Linked DNA regions of Astyanax mexicanus: region 1 is linked to region 2. A link is a contact called in public Hi-C data. All regions are on one chromosome and are shown on one strand. Each heading gives the region's core, a stretch centred on a gene start, on an enhancer-like site or on the middle of the called end of the contact. The rest is flanking DNA. Distances are from core to core; before and after follow the strand shown. Region 1 holds the start of soga1 (suppressor of glucose, autophagy associated 1). Region 2 has its middle 11 kb from the start of LOC107197805.

What was found. Hi-C and Micro-C count contacts between places; a contact is called where the count stands out from the background.
Region 1: a Hi-C map of muscle shows a contact between it and region 2, with 18 times the contacts expected there. The contact joins the promoter of soga1 here to the enhancer-like site in region 2. A contact is called at or near these places in 2 of 3 Hi-C or Micro-C datasets (both in muscle).

What each region holds. Positions count from the first base shown.
Region 1 is chr13:26,807,865-26,814,724 of AstMex3_surface, reverse strand. soga1 (suppressor of glucose, autophagy associated 1) reads left to right here and starts at 4,062. Exons shown (of 14, transcript XM_015607622.3): 1 at 4,062-5,112. The coding sequence starts at 4,309.
Region 2 is chr13:26,641,352-26,648,356 of AstMex3_surface, reverse strand. No RefSeq gene overlaps it. Among protein-coding and RNA genes, the nearest start is that of LOC107197805, 11 kb to the right of the region's middle. Within about 2 kb of position 2,651, the one cell type or tissue checked has an H3K27ac peak away from gene starts, as active enhancers do.

The DNA.
Region 1 (6,860 bases), core at 2,813-5,312, 160 kb before region 2:
GATAAAAGAAAAAAAGTGAGATTTGTAACCCCATTTTGTAAACCACTTTAAAATATTTCTTATTGCAATTTTCCTGAAGGTCATATGCAGTCAAATTGCTCCTTAGGAATGCCTTTCTAGGAATCCAATGAGAATGTACTCTTCGACTTGACCTTCATTTCTGTTCAGTGTCATATCTTTATTAGATTATAGCCTGAGGAAAGAGCTCAGGTCTCCAGTTCCTATGTCCGTCTCCTGATTTCTGGGCATCAGTTATGGCCCAGAAGAGGCAATTTCAAATGGCCTGGCAGTTATGTATGGAAACCCATTCCTAAAATAATTTTCTTATTATTAAGTATATTGCATTAGTATTATTATTTTGAGATACAATGTTACTGTTTTGAGATACTAGCAGATTAGCAAAAAACATCTTTAAATAACCACTTAGTATCTCAAAATAATGACATAGCATCTCAAAATAAAGATATAATAGCTCAAACTAATTACATAGTATCTCAGAATAATGAGATAATAACTCAAAATAATTACATAGTATCTCAAAATAATAAGATGGCATCTCAAAATAGTGATGTTATATCTCAAAATAATTACATAGTATCTCAAAATAATGCCTTACTTTCTCAAAATAATGACATAGTATCTCAAAATCATAAGATAATAGCTCAAAATAATGACATTATATCTCAAAATAATTGACAGAGCATCTCAAAATAATAAGATAGCATCTCAAAATAATGAGATAGCATCTTAAAATAATGATGTAGTATCTCAAAATAACGAGATAGCATCTCAAAATAATGACAAAGTATCTCAAAATAATAAGAGAGTATGTCAAAATAATGACATAGTATCTCAGAATAATGAAGTAGTATTTCAAAATAATTACTTAGTTCCTCAAAATAATGAGATAGCATTTCAAAATAATTACTTAGTGTCCCAAAATAGTGAGATAGTATCTCAAAGTAATGCCTTAGTATCTCAAAATAATTATAGCATCTGATAATAATGAGATGGAATCTCAAAATAATGAGATAAAATCTCAAAATAATGATGTAGTATCTCAAAATAATGATAGCATCTCATAATAATTAGATAATATCTCAAAATAATGAGAGAATATTTCAAAATATGAGAAAACTATTCACTTAATAAAGAGGAAAAATATATTCTGCGTTTAATGTTTTATTTTAGGTAGTGGGAATGTGCTTCCATAGTTATGGCACCCTTTACGCTAGCTTATTCCTTGATATATGTGAAAATCTATAACAACAGGAACATTATCAGTGTGCTGACCTCTGGCCTTGTCCAGCATCACTTCTGCACCATTAGCAGCAGGCTAAATGCTATGCTGTTATCATTGCAAATAGTCTAAGATATGATGATTCTATGCAGCCAATGGCAGTCTGACATGGCGCCTTTTAATGCTGAGTGTTAAGTAGCTGCCTAGAAGAACCGAAGGATGTTGATTTTTAAAACAAGATAAAGTAGACATACTAACATAAATAAACAAGCATTCTCTGATTTTTGCACAGTATTGTATGTTCATGTACAATACATAGGATCTTCTATCTTTAAAATAATACTTAATACTAAATTATTCCCACAAGCACACGCTTTATTATAATTTAAGGGGCTAGGCTTGCTCCCATTTCACTAATAATAGGCAGTGTCCACAGTGTTCAATAGCATAAAGCCATCAAAAACCTGAAGAAACACCTAGTAAATGAATAAGAATATACTGAGAAACAGACTCGACATCCCCGTCAGATACCCAGAGATACCCAGATTGCCTTCGCAGGTAGATAGATAATTGGGTAAATGTGTAGATGGTTGGATACCTGGATTGGTTGATGGATAAAATAGGCTATCTTTTAATTATTTTCTTGTCCAAAGCTCCTAAAGAACTGTACAAAAAAACCTTCAGACAGTAAAACATGAAACACAGAATAGCTCAAACCGAGACAGCAGTCATTGTTCCTGCAATGAATTGAGCTGTTATGGTGTATGATCTCATTACCGATATGCTTTAGTTACGCTCTAGGGCTCTTCCTGCATGAGGATCCCTGCAGAGCTGCACAGTAGCACTGCCAGGGCTTAAGTATGAGCCTAAGCTTTTGAATTAAGCAGCCATTAAAAGCTAATTACGGAGCCTGGGAAAATGATAAAGTCGTGGGATGCCTTTTTTTGGCCTACTTTCTAAATGTTTCCCTGCCGCAACAAGCTTCTAAACATTTACTGCATAGACTGCCTTATGAATGCATATTGATCCTGATGTGGAACAGATGCCAACTCAAGGTTTTTGCAAGGATATGTAGCCTACTGTAGAGATGGCAGAAGAAAGAATGCAGCATGTTTAGAGAAATAGCCCAACCATTGTGAGCTTGGAAAGCATGCAAGGCCACTGATCTGTCAGTCCATGCACACAACTAAAATAATGCCTTGCATAAATAATAAGAGTAAGGCTTACATACAGTGCCTGACCAAAAAAAGGTCACACACTCTAATATTTCCGCCTTTAGCTTTGATTGCAGCACACATTCACTGTGTTATTGTTTTGATAAGCTTCTGCAATGTCATAAGATTTATTTCAATTTAGCTTTGCATTAATGTTTCAGCAAGATCTTGCATTGATGATGGTAGAGTCTGACTGCTGCACAAAGCCTTCTCCAGCACATGGGGTTGAGGTCTGGACTTTCTGGTGAACAATCCATGTGTCAAAATGATGATCTCATGCTCCGTAAACCACTCTTTCACAATTCCAGTCCCATGAAATCTGGCATTGTCATTTTGCCATCAATATGTGCGTGCCATCAGGAAGGAAAAAAAACATTGATGGAATAACCTGGTCTATATTCAGTATATTGAGGCAGTCAGCTGACCTCATTCTTTGAGCACATACTGTTGCTGAACCTAGACCTGACTAATTGCAGCAACCCCAGATCTTATGCTTAGTTAAATACAAATGGCAACTTTTTGTTTTTGGCCAAGCAGTGTATTAATCAAAGATAATATTGCTTACACCCTTTTTCTTCATAGAGGCTGAATTGTCGTTTCATTTTTGTCTCTAATAATATTTCTCTATATAGTGATCTGGGTTTTGGATTTTAGTGGGTGAGGTGGTTAAAAAAAAAGCTACACTGTTAAACAAGCTGGTTAACCAGCAATTGACTAGTATAGCATTGGTTGCATTTGATTTGGTCATGCTTGGTCATTCTAGTTGTCATGCTTGGTCATTCTTATTTTTTGTCATGTTGGTCAATCAGCTTTGCTTTGCTGGCCAAGACAACAGAAAAACAACAGTTTTGTCAGCTCAAGATGGTTAAACTGGTTGACAACTATAGATTAGTTGAGCTAATCTAAACAACTAAGGTAAACAGCTAATATGACCAAGCTTGACCATGGCAATCCAGCATTAGACCAAAAAATACCATGCTAGCCAACCAGCCATGGCCAGCAAGACCAATCTGGACAACCATCATATACTTAGAGTAGCACAATGGAAATAAGCCTTAGTGCTTAGTGACTGGTTTGTGTAATGCCTGTTGTTTATTGTACATAATGTAATTTTTAATCATAAAACAAATTCAAATCAACCAATACCGACATGACAAGCACGATAAGGTTCTAGGGATCTAAACCATCAAGTGCAACAAAAACATACCCTATGCTGTTCAAAAGATAAACAGGTCAACAATCTTAATCAGCTTGACCACCCTAAAGTGATACTGTTTTAGCAGGGTAGTGTTTTTAGCTTGCTAACAAAATTTAGCCTCATAACTTAGCATAGCATAAAAAATTCACACCACATTTTGCAGCATAAATAAAATCTGTGTGAACTAATTATATTTTCACATAACCATTCATTTAGGCACATAAATCACAGTGAAATTATCTAGTGAGTCTACTGAGTCTGAATTCCAGACTCCTGCTAGCTTTGCTGCTCTCCTGAAGCCGGTGGTGGCAGCAGCGAGCTGTGGATGGAGCTGGGTTTTGGGAGTCCTCCTCCTCCTCCTCAGAGCCGCTATTCTATCTGGGCGGGGAGAAGAAACATCTCCCTCCAGCTCAGTCTCCGCTCACTCAGTATTGTAGAGAAGCGGAGAGAGGGTGGGTTGTGTGGACGGGTGAGCTGAGGAACTGAAAGAACTGGAGAAACAAAGCTCGCTTTGGATTTAAACCGGTTTTTAATCAGTTTTGGACAACAACACGGATTTGGAACCGATTCATCTCGCTGTTTCTTTAGATAACTTCGTGTTAAACTTCTTGTGGGGGTCTGATTTCTCTTTGAACCGTAGCTCCAAAGCGGAATGAATGACCAAGACAAAGGCTGACCCCGGTTCTCCCACCCACTGCGCCTCCTCGCCCCAGGGAAAGAGGAGCAGCACCATGGAAAGCGGGACCCGCAGCGGAGGCGGTGAAGGCGGCGCTCAGCCTCCCGCCGGCGAGAAGAAGAAGCTGCACCGCGCCCCGTCTCCCGCCAGACCGCGGGACGTGCCCGGCTGGTCGCTGACCAAGATCCGCGGGGGCATCGGCGCTCCGGCGCTCAGCGTGAAGCCGGGCGCCATCCACATCGGCTCCCGCGTGTCTCGCCGCAGCCCCGGCGCGGGCAGGGAGCCCAAGGGGGAGAAGGGGAAGGCGGCGGGAAGAGGCGGGCAGCCCTCCTCGGTAGCGGCGGCGAGAAGCAGCGCCAAGCTGAACCGGAGGAAGACGTCGGACGCCAGCGCCGCATCCGACGAGCTCAGCAAAGACTCCGGCTGCGCGCCGGGCAAACTGTCGGCCACGGACAGCAGCTCGGAGTTGTCGGACTGCGCCTCCGAGGAGCACCGGGTCAGCGCAGACGCTCTGAGCAGCGACACGGAGACCAGCAGCCGCGGAGGAGCGGCCGGAGAGCGGCGACTCAGGAGCGACGGAGGGGAGCGGCTCTCCTCGGGCGTGGAAGCCGGAGAGGAGAGCGTGTCGCCCGCGGACGAGCGCTCACTCGCCTCCCTGGAGAGCCGCGTGGCTGCCAGCACCTCGCTCGCCTTCTCTGACCTGACCGAGGAGCTCACAGACGGGGTTCATGAGGAGTATCTGAGAGAAATCGAGGAGCTGCGCTCAGAAAACGACTATCTGAAGGTCAGGAGAAAGTTCAGCACCTTCCTGCTAACTAAACACCTTGATAAACATAGGTTACCTGCTTATCAAAACACATAGTTATGTTAAATAGATAAAAATATGCTACATGTGAACGCACCATTATGTTAAACACGCTATAAATAAGCTAAATACAAACCTACGGTTATGCTAAATAGACAAAAATGGGTAAAATGTAAGCTCACCTTTATGTTAAATAGATAAAAAAATGGCTACGTTATGTTAAACAGAAAACATAAGCTAAATGCAAACGTAGTTATGCTAAATAGATACAATGGGTTAAATGGAAACTCACATTTATGCTAACCTAAATAGAGTAAACAAAATAAACTGCATTTGAATGCAGCATTATGTCATAAACACGCTATAAATACGCTAAATGCGAACGTAGTTAACAAACGTTACAGTTTTGCGGAATAGATAAATATAGGTTAAATGGAAAATGACCTTTATGCTAAATAGATACAACAATAGGTTAATTAAACACATAGTTCTGATAAAAAGATAAAAAATATGTTTACATGTGAAGGCACCATTACACGATATTATGCTAATTACACGATATTATGCTAAATAGATAAAAAGGGGTTAAATGGAAACTCAACTTTTTGCTAATTAAACCAAAAAACAAGCTGCATTTGAAGGCAGAATTATGGTAAACATATAAAAATAAGACAAATGCAAACATACAGTATTGCTAAAGAGATAAAAACAAGTCAAATGTGAGCGATATAGGTAGTTTAAAAAATAGGATAAATGGAAACTCACTTTTATACTTATTAAAAAATGTTACACTAAATAGTAGCCTATTTGTATCATTATTAGCTCACTGTTATATATTACAACTGAAATTTAAACGTTAACCTGCTGTTATTGTTATTGATGTGTGGATGCCTAGTAGCCTGCTAGTCTTTTTATTTAACAACCTAGCCACTTTTGTTTTACTACCATAGCCATATAATTTGCTCATAAAAACAGCATGGCCAGTTGGTCAGGCCAGTGAAGGTGACCAGCTTATATTTTGACCAGTATAGTGTATGTTTTCATTTGAGTTTGATGTTTTATCTGGTCTACAAGCATGATCAACCTTCAAACGTGGCCTAGTTTAACAAGCATAACCAGTTAGGCCAAGCTGGTTGATTAGTCTGACCAGCATAACCAAGCCAAATGACCACCCTGCTAAGAAATTCAGCTCAAGACCACCTGGTCAACTGGAGAAAAAATACCCTATGCTGGGTTGTAAGGTATGTTTTCTCTGGATGACCAGCTGAACCTTTTTTAAGCAGAGCAGGTCAATCAAAATGGCCAGCAAAACAACTATGGTCGCCAAGCATGGTTAAGCATGAACAACATCAAATGCATCATATACAGCTCTGGAAAAAAAATAGAATACCCCTTAAAATGATGAGTTTATTTAATTTTATCAAATTGAATCAAGAGGAAGATGAATGATCAAACCATCAAACCAAGCTGAACTGCTTGATTTTTTTGCACCAGGAGTGGCATAAAGTTATCCAAAAGCAGTGTGAAAGACTGATGGAGGAAAATATGCCAAGATGCATGAAAACTGTGATTACTTACACAACTGTGACTCTTAAAACTGTATGAATATTTTTTTTTGCATTATTTGAGGGTATTTTTGAATGACCTGCTTTTCAACCACCTTGACCATCAAAGACCAGCCCAGATCTTCTGAAACCAGCTTAAGCTGTGTTTTCAGCAGGCAACTG
Region 2 (7,005 bases), core at 1,402-3,901:
ACTAGCTTAAACTAGGCCTGGATTTCAATCAGCAAACCATGAATATTTTTAAAATTATAGAAAAAAGGCCTCCGTAAACTGAATGCTTTAAAGACCTGTATCAAAATATATATTCTACCTCAAAATGATCTGTACTAATCTCTGCAAACATAACAGAGAAAGGAAGTGTTGTTGTAAGCCTTATAGCATTCGCTAGGCCGTTCCTTCAGCCTCCTCCCTTCTGGTCAGAAATATAGGACACTTATACACAGGAGTGCTGACTTCAGCCAAAGCCTTTTCTCCTCTGCAGTAGGTTCTCTAAATAACTCTTTAGTCAGTTATATATATATGGTCCATTACATAATATTGTTGCTAATTTGTGGTGGTATGCAGGGAAGTTTACATGGAACACTGTGTAAACACATGTATTATAATGGTAATTTTAAAAGAATATGTTTTTCTGATATTCACACTTGATATTTGATATTGAAAGGGCTAGATAGGTGTGAATAGTTTTTTTCCCTTAATAAATGGAAATCTTTTAAAAAGTGATTTCTATATTTACATATTATATATATATATATATATATATATATATATATATATATATATATATATATATATAAATAAATATATATATATATAAAGCGTCTTGAGCACTTGCATTACTCTCTTGTTTGGGAACTGCAAAATCTACAGCGGATAGCGAGACCCTACAGTGAAGAGTGAAGACAGCTAAGAAGATCACCAGAGTCTCGCTTCCATGAATTAGCAACATGTACACCACACGCTGCATCCGCAAATCCACCAGCATTGTGTACGACCCCACCCACCCTTCACACGAACTCTTCGCTTTGATGCCGTTTGGCAGAAGACACAGGAGCATCCGAGCCTCCACTACCAGACTCTGCAACAGCTTCATCCACCAGGCAGTCAGACTTCTCAACTCACAGAGCCTCCGTTACCAGACTCTGCAACAGCTTCATCCACCAGGCAGTCAGACTCCTCAACTCACAGAGCCTCCACTACAAGACTCTGTAACAGCTTTACCAACACACTCTCACATGAACTGAAATGAACCCCCCACCACTCTTCACACACAACACAAAGATTATATTAAACCCACCCATCACTCTACACCCACACACACACTAAGCACACAGAGACTGGAATTGTCTTGTTCCCTGTCAGCAATGTTTGCTGCTAATTATTACTCCACTTACTCTGCTGTGATCATGTATAATCTACAGGGGTTGGACAATGAAACTGAAACACCTGGTGTTTAGACCACAATAATTTACTGTCTCGACGAACAGTTCTGGTGAAAACAGGAGAGTTCAGGTACACATTGAATTCTTCCGTGATTTGGGAGCCGTGGTTTTGTGTTTTTTGCATACAGTCCGGGTAAGCACCCGAACATCCCTTTCAGACAGCTTCCTCTTGCGTCCACAGTTAATCCTGTTGGATGTGGTTCGTCCTTCTTGGTGGTATGCTGACATTACCCTGGATACTGTGGCTCTTGATACATCACAAAGACTTGCTGTCTTGGTCACAGATGCGCCAGCAAGACGTGCACCAACAATTTGTTCTCTTTTGAACTCCGGTATGTCACCCATAATGTTGTGTGTATTGCAATATTTTGAGCAGAACTGTGCTCTTACCCTGCTAACTGAACCTTCACACTCTGCTCTTACTGGTGCAATAATGTGCAATTAATGAAGATTGGCTACCAGGCTGCTCCAATTTAGCCATGAAACCTGCCACACTAAAATGACAGGTGTTTCAGTTTCATTGTCCAACCCCTGCATATGTTACAGTATGTTACATACCTTGCACCTTATTCACACCAAGCACATTTCATTGTACCGTGCCAGTACTGCACTGTCCTGTCTGTTAAACTGATGATTGCACTTTATATTTGTCTATTGTATTGTTGTTTTATGTTGCAACACAGTAATTTTATTGCACTGTGTACCTGTGCTCAGATGTAATCATAATAAAAGCCTCTTGACTTGACTTGATGTAATTATTCTGCATATAGAGAGATCTGTTTCTGAGCATGTATCAAGTGCTCAGTAAGACTAGGTCAGTGTTTTGATGAAGCAGCCATTCCTCTAATGCTAATGCACTGCACTGGACTGTTCTCTGTATTTTCTCTGCACACAAAGGAAGGGAGGGTAGATGTTTCTCCTTGCGTTGCCTTATAAGGTCTCCTCCCGTTCCTCTCTCTGCCCTGCTTGTTAAGAATATATAAACTCAGCTGTCCCTGCCTGACACCGTCATCATTCATCTCCCAAGGACTCTTGGGCCTTTACGGAACCGCCCTAAATTCCCAGGGAAGCACTTGCAAAAGCCTGACCAAAACAACCGCATGCAAACCAGCCTGTCTTCTGATTCCGTCAGTTATCAACACATACATTTGTTTTGTGATGAACAGCACACTGTAGACAGCCTCCACCCTTCTCACTGAGCCTGAAAAAAAACACTATTAACAGAAAAGCACATTGTTCTTCCCTTCTCTTCCTTTGGCTAAGGTGACGTTATCTCTCTGAGGGCTGCGCTGAATGCAGCTGTTGGTCAGCTGTTGGATTGAGAGTCACGCTGAAGACACAGCAGGGCTTTCAGCAGCTGGGTGAGGTGGGCTTGGCTATTCTGTCAGCTGGTTGCATGACAATGGTGTTGTGGGCCAGCTGTAGGGTATACGTACCGTAACTGTGTTGTGGGAATTCTTTACCAACACCAACAGCCTGGATCTGTTTACATCACTGTTTGGTCACTGTAGCAACATGCTAAGCATAGGCTATGGCCTCTGTACAAATGCAAAAATATATATTTTGTTAGTATTATTCTCTAAGATACATTATACAGTGTTTTTGTCATACTTATATTTTATAGATTACTTTGTCTGATATACAAAAGCAGTTTTTAAACTATGATCTCATCTATTAAGGAAAAAAAACGAACTAAACTAATCTGTGTGAACAAATTAGTTAGCTGTGATTATTTCATTTGTTTTTGGAAAGCTGAGTTCAGTTTCACTAGGTACAACCAGGTAGATCTAAGATTAAATCAAGGATCAAGAAATCACTTAAATAGAACCTGTGTGACAACATGAAGCAAAAAAGATAAAAGATCTTAAAAAGCAACAAATTATGCCCCATTGTGAAGGAAGTCATTGACATCTATTAGTCAAAGTCAAAGGTTACACAGTAATTTCTTAAGCTTTGGGACTCCGGCGAAACAGAGTGAGAGCTATTTTTACAAATGGAGAAAACATGGAACACTGGTGAACCATCCCAGGGGTGACCGGCCTACCAAAATTACTCCAGAAGGGTATGGACAACTCATCCAAGAGGTATCAAAAGATTCTGCTTCAGGACCTGAACAACTTGCTGTAATAGACGAAACCAGGTATTCTGGAGGATTTTCTCTACCAGAAAGTCCTGAAGGAGAATATCTTTCCAATAGTTCATTACTTGGGTTCTGCAGCAGGACAATGATCTAAAGCCCCCCCAGCATGTCCACCTTGGAACAATCTAAAAAACAAAAACAAAATACACTGTTTAAAGATCATGACCACAGCCGTGTTTCCAGACCATTTATTATTACTAATATTACTATTAGCCATAGAGGACCACTACAGAGCAGCTACTATTTTAGTTTTGGGTCATTCTCGGCACTGCATGACACTGACCCAGTAGTGCTGTGTTGGTAGAAGTGGATCAGACACAGCAGTGCTGCTGGAGGTTTTAAACACTGTGTCCACTTACTGTCAAATCTAGAGACAGAAGTTCATCTATTGCTGTACAGTTTGTGTTGGTCATCCTCTAGTCCTTCATCAGTGCTTACAGGACGGTGCCCACAAGAAGCTAATGCCAAAGCAGCACAACATGAGATTTAAAATTGGCCGCAGTATCCAAGTCTGCTAGGCCACTAAGAGCGGCCACTGCAATAAACCTTAGGAGAAATCTGCTCACCCTGAGACACACTTTCGTAAAGGTTACTGCAGCAGGGTACAGAATGCTGTGTGTATTTTGTGGTAGTTTACAATGAGGAATGAAAGCAAACGCATGCTTCAGAGTTCACGCCTAAACAATACAACTTTACATGAGTCAGCAAATATACTCACTATTATCTCATAGTGTTCTTCTCTCCACATTTCCCAAGCGAGAGAGAGCCTAGTTATCATGAGCTCTGCACTACTCCTGTATCGCTCTCTCTCTCTCTCTCTCTTTTTCTCGCTCTCTCTACTGTTCTGCTGGGCTCAGTGGGGACGTAAGAACTAGCTGCACAAATGGGTCCTGGTTGCTGAGCAACGGCGCAGCCTGGCATTCACCATCAGGGCAAGAGATGTGAACCCTCACTATGTATGTGTGTGTGTGATTTAGAGAGATGTGCATCAGGCCTGTTTACATCTCGTAATTCCTATAGCATTTTACGTCTAAACACACGTCACGGGAAGCATAAACCTTATACCTAGTGATCTCTAACTGCCATTTTTGGAAATGTTGTTACGAGATGTTCTACGATTCACAGTCTACTAGATCAGAAAGCCCATCCTCAGATGAGGAACAAAACATATCTTCAGGTCTGTCATTCATATAGTGGAGATCCAAGTTTGGGGTTCAAGATTCAAGGGTTTGAGAGGGAGCTCCAAGCATGACTGACGGCCACTCTTTCTTCTTTGTTGGGGTGTTTTGGGGGTAGGAAGATATTTTTTGTCTTGGAGGGGTTACAGTTGTGGTCAAAAGTTTACATACACTTGTAAAAAAACATAATGTTATGGCTGTCTTGAGTTTTCAATAAGTTCTACAACTCTTATTTTTCTGTGATAGAGTGATCGGAACACATACATGTTTGTCACAAAAAACAGTCATAAAATTTGGTTCTTTCATAAATTTATTATGGGTCTGCTGAAAATGTCACCAAATCTGCTGGGTCAAAAATATACATACAGCAACAAAATTTGTCAATTTTGGTGATGTAGCGAGTTGTGTTAATCAAATTAGCTTCATGTCATGGCCTCTTCACTTCTTGTAAGTGATTCTGATTGACTACAGCTGTTGACTTCTCATGAGCCCATTTAAATAGGGCTCATTTGACCCAGTGATTAGACTCAGCTACAAAAGCTACAATGGGAAAGTCAAAGGAACTCAGTGTGGATCTGAAAAAGCGAATTATTGACTTGAACAAGTCAGGGAAGTCACTTGGAGCCATTTCAAAGCAGCTACAGGTCCCAAGAGCAACTGTGCAGACAATTATACGCAAGTATAAAGTGCATGGAACAGTTGTGTCACTGCCACGATCAGGAAGAAAACGCAAGCTATCACATGCTGCCGAGAGGAGATTGGTCAGGATGGTCAAGAGTCAACCAAGAATCACCAAGAAGCAGGTCTGCAAGGATTTGGAAGCTGATGGAACACAGGTGTCAGTCTCCACAGTCAAGCGTGTTTTACATCGCCATGGACTGAGAGGCTGCCGTGCAAGAAAGAAGCCCTTGCTCCAGAAAAGGCACCTTAAGACTCGGCTGAAGTTTGCTGCTGATCACATGGACAAAGATAAAACCTTCTGGAGGAAAGTTCTCTGGTCAGACGAAACAAAAATTGAGCTGTTTGGCCACAACACCCAGCAATATGTTTGGAGGAGAAAAGGTGAGGCCTTTAATCCCAGGAACACCATGCCTACTGTCAAGCATGGTGGTGGTAGTATTATGCTCTGGGGATGTTTTGCTGCCAGTGGAACTGGTTCTTTGCAGAAAGTAAATGGGATAATGAAGAAGGAGGATTACCTCCAAATTCTGCAGGAAAACTTAAAACCATCAGCCCGAAGGTTGGGTCTTGGGCGCAGTTGGGTGTTCCAACAAGACAATGACCCAAAACACACATCAAAAGTGGTAAAGGAATGGCTAAACCAGGCTAGAATTAAGGTTTTAGAATGGCCTTCCCAAAGTCCTGACTTAAACCCCATTGAGAACATGTGGACAGTGCTAAAGAAACGGGTTCATGCAAGAAAACCATCACATTTAGCTGAACTGCACCAATTCTGTCAAGAAGAGTGGTCAAACATTCGACCTGAAGCTTGCCAGGAGCTTGTGGATGGCTACCAAAAGCGCCTAGTTGCCGTGAAAATGGCCAAGGGACATGTAACCAAATACTAATGTTGCTGTATGTATATTTTTGACCCAGCAGATTTGGTGACATTTTCAGCAGACCCATAATAAATTTATGAAAGAACCAAATTTTATGACTGTTTTTTGTGACAAACATGTATGTGTTCCGATCACTCTATCACAGAAAAATAAGAGTTGTAGAACTTATTGAAAACTCAAGACAGCCATAACATTATGTTTTTTTACAAGTGTATGTAAACTTTTGACCACAACTGTATGTATCTGTATTGTTTAGTTAAGTTGTGGCAGCTCTGCTGGTGGCGCATAATTCACCCTCCTTCTGGTGTTGGGGTGGAGGGTGGATGAGAGTCTCCACCATTTAATGAGAGAACCACGGTGCTCATTATTGGTCATTTATAGTCTCCACTGTTAAAAAAAAGCTTTGCTGAACAGGATAAATATGCATGTGTTACGCCCACTTGCCTATGGGTTTCATTTGATTAATTTGGCCCATAATGTGTAAGACAAAGTATTATTGTGCAAATATTGGTCATTGTTGTCTACGGAGCATCAATATGGTTTCATTTAGAAATTAAGTACTCTCTGACAGACAACAAAAAAATGCTGCACCAAGATGAGATAGCGATACAAGATACGATTCCAGTTGCTTCCATAAATGCTCTATTGGTGGAGACATTCCTGTGAATATCTTCCTGTGTGTAGACAGGCATTATCCTGCTGAAAAAGTTTTTTTTTTTTTTTTATTCTGTCATGAGAAGCAAAATGTGGCTGCAGGATACCCTGCACATATTGCTAAGCTAATAGTGTCCCTCTTATCACTACTAGTTGTGACTGATTTCCATACTGTAGGTGAGTGATGTCTTCCCAGATCAAAAGCAGGGTTAAAGCACTCACCA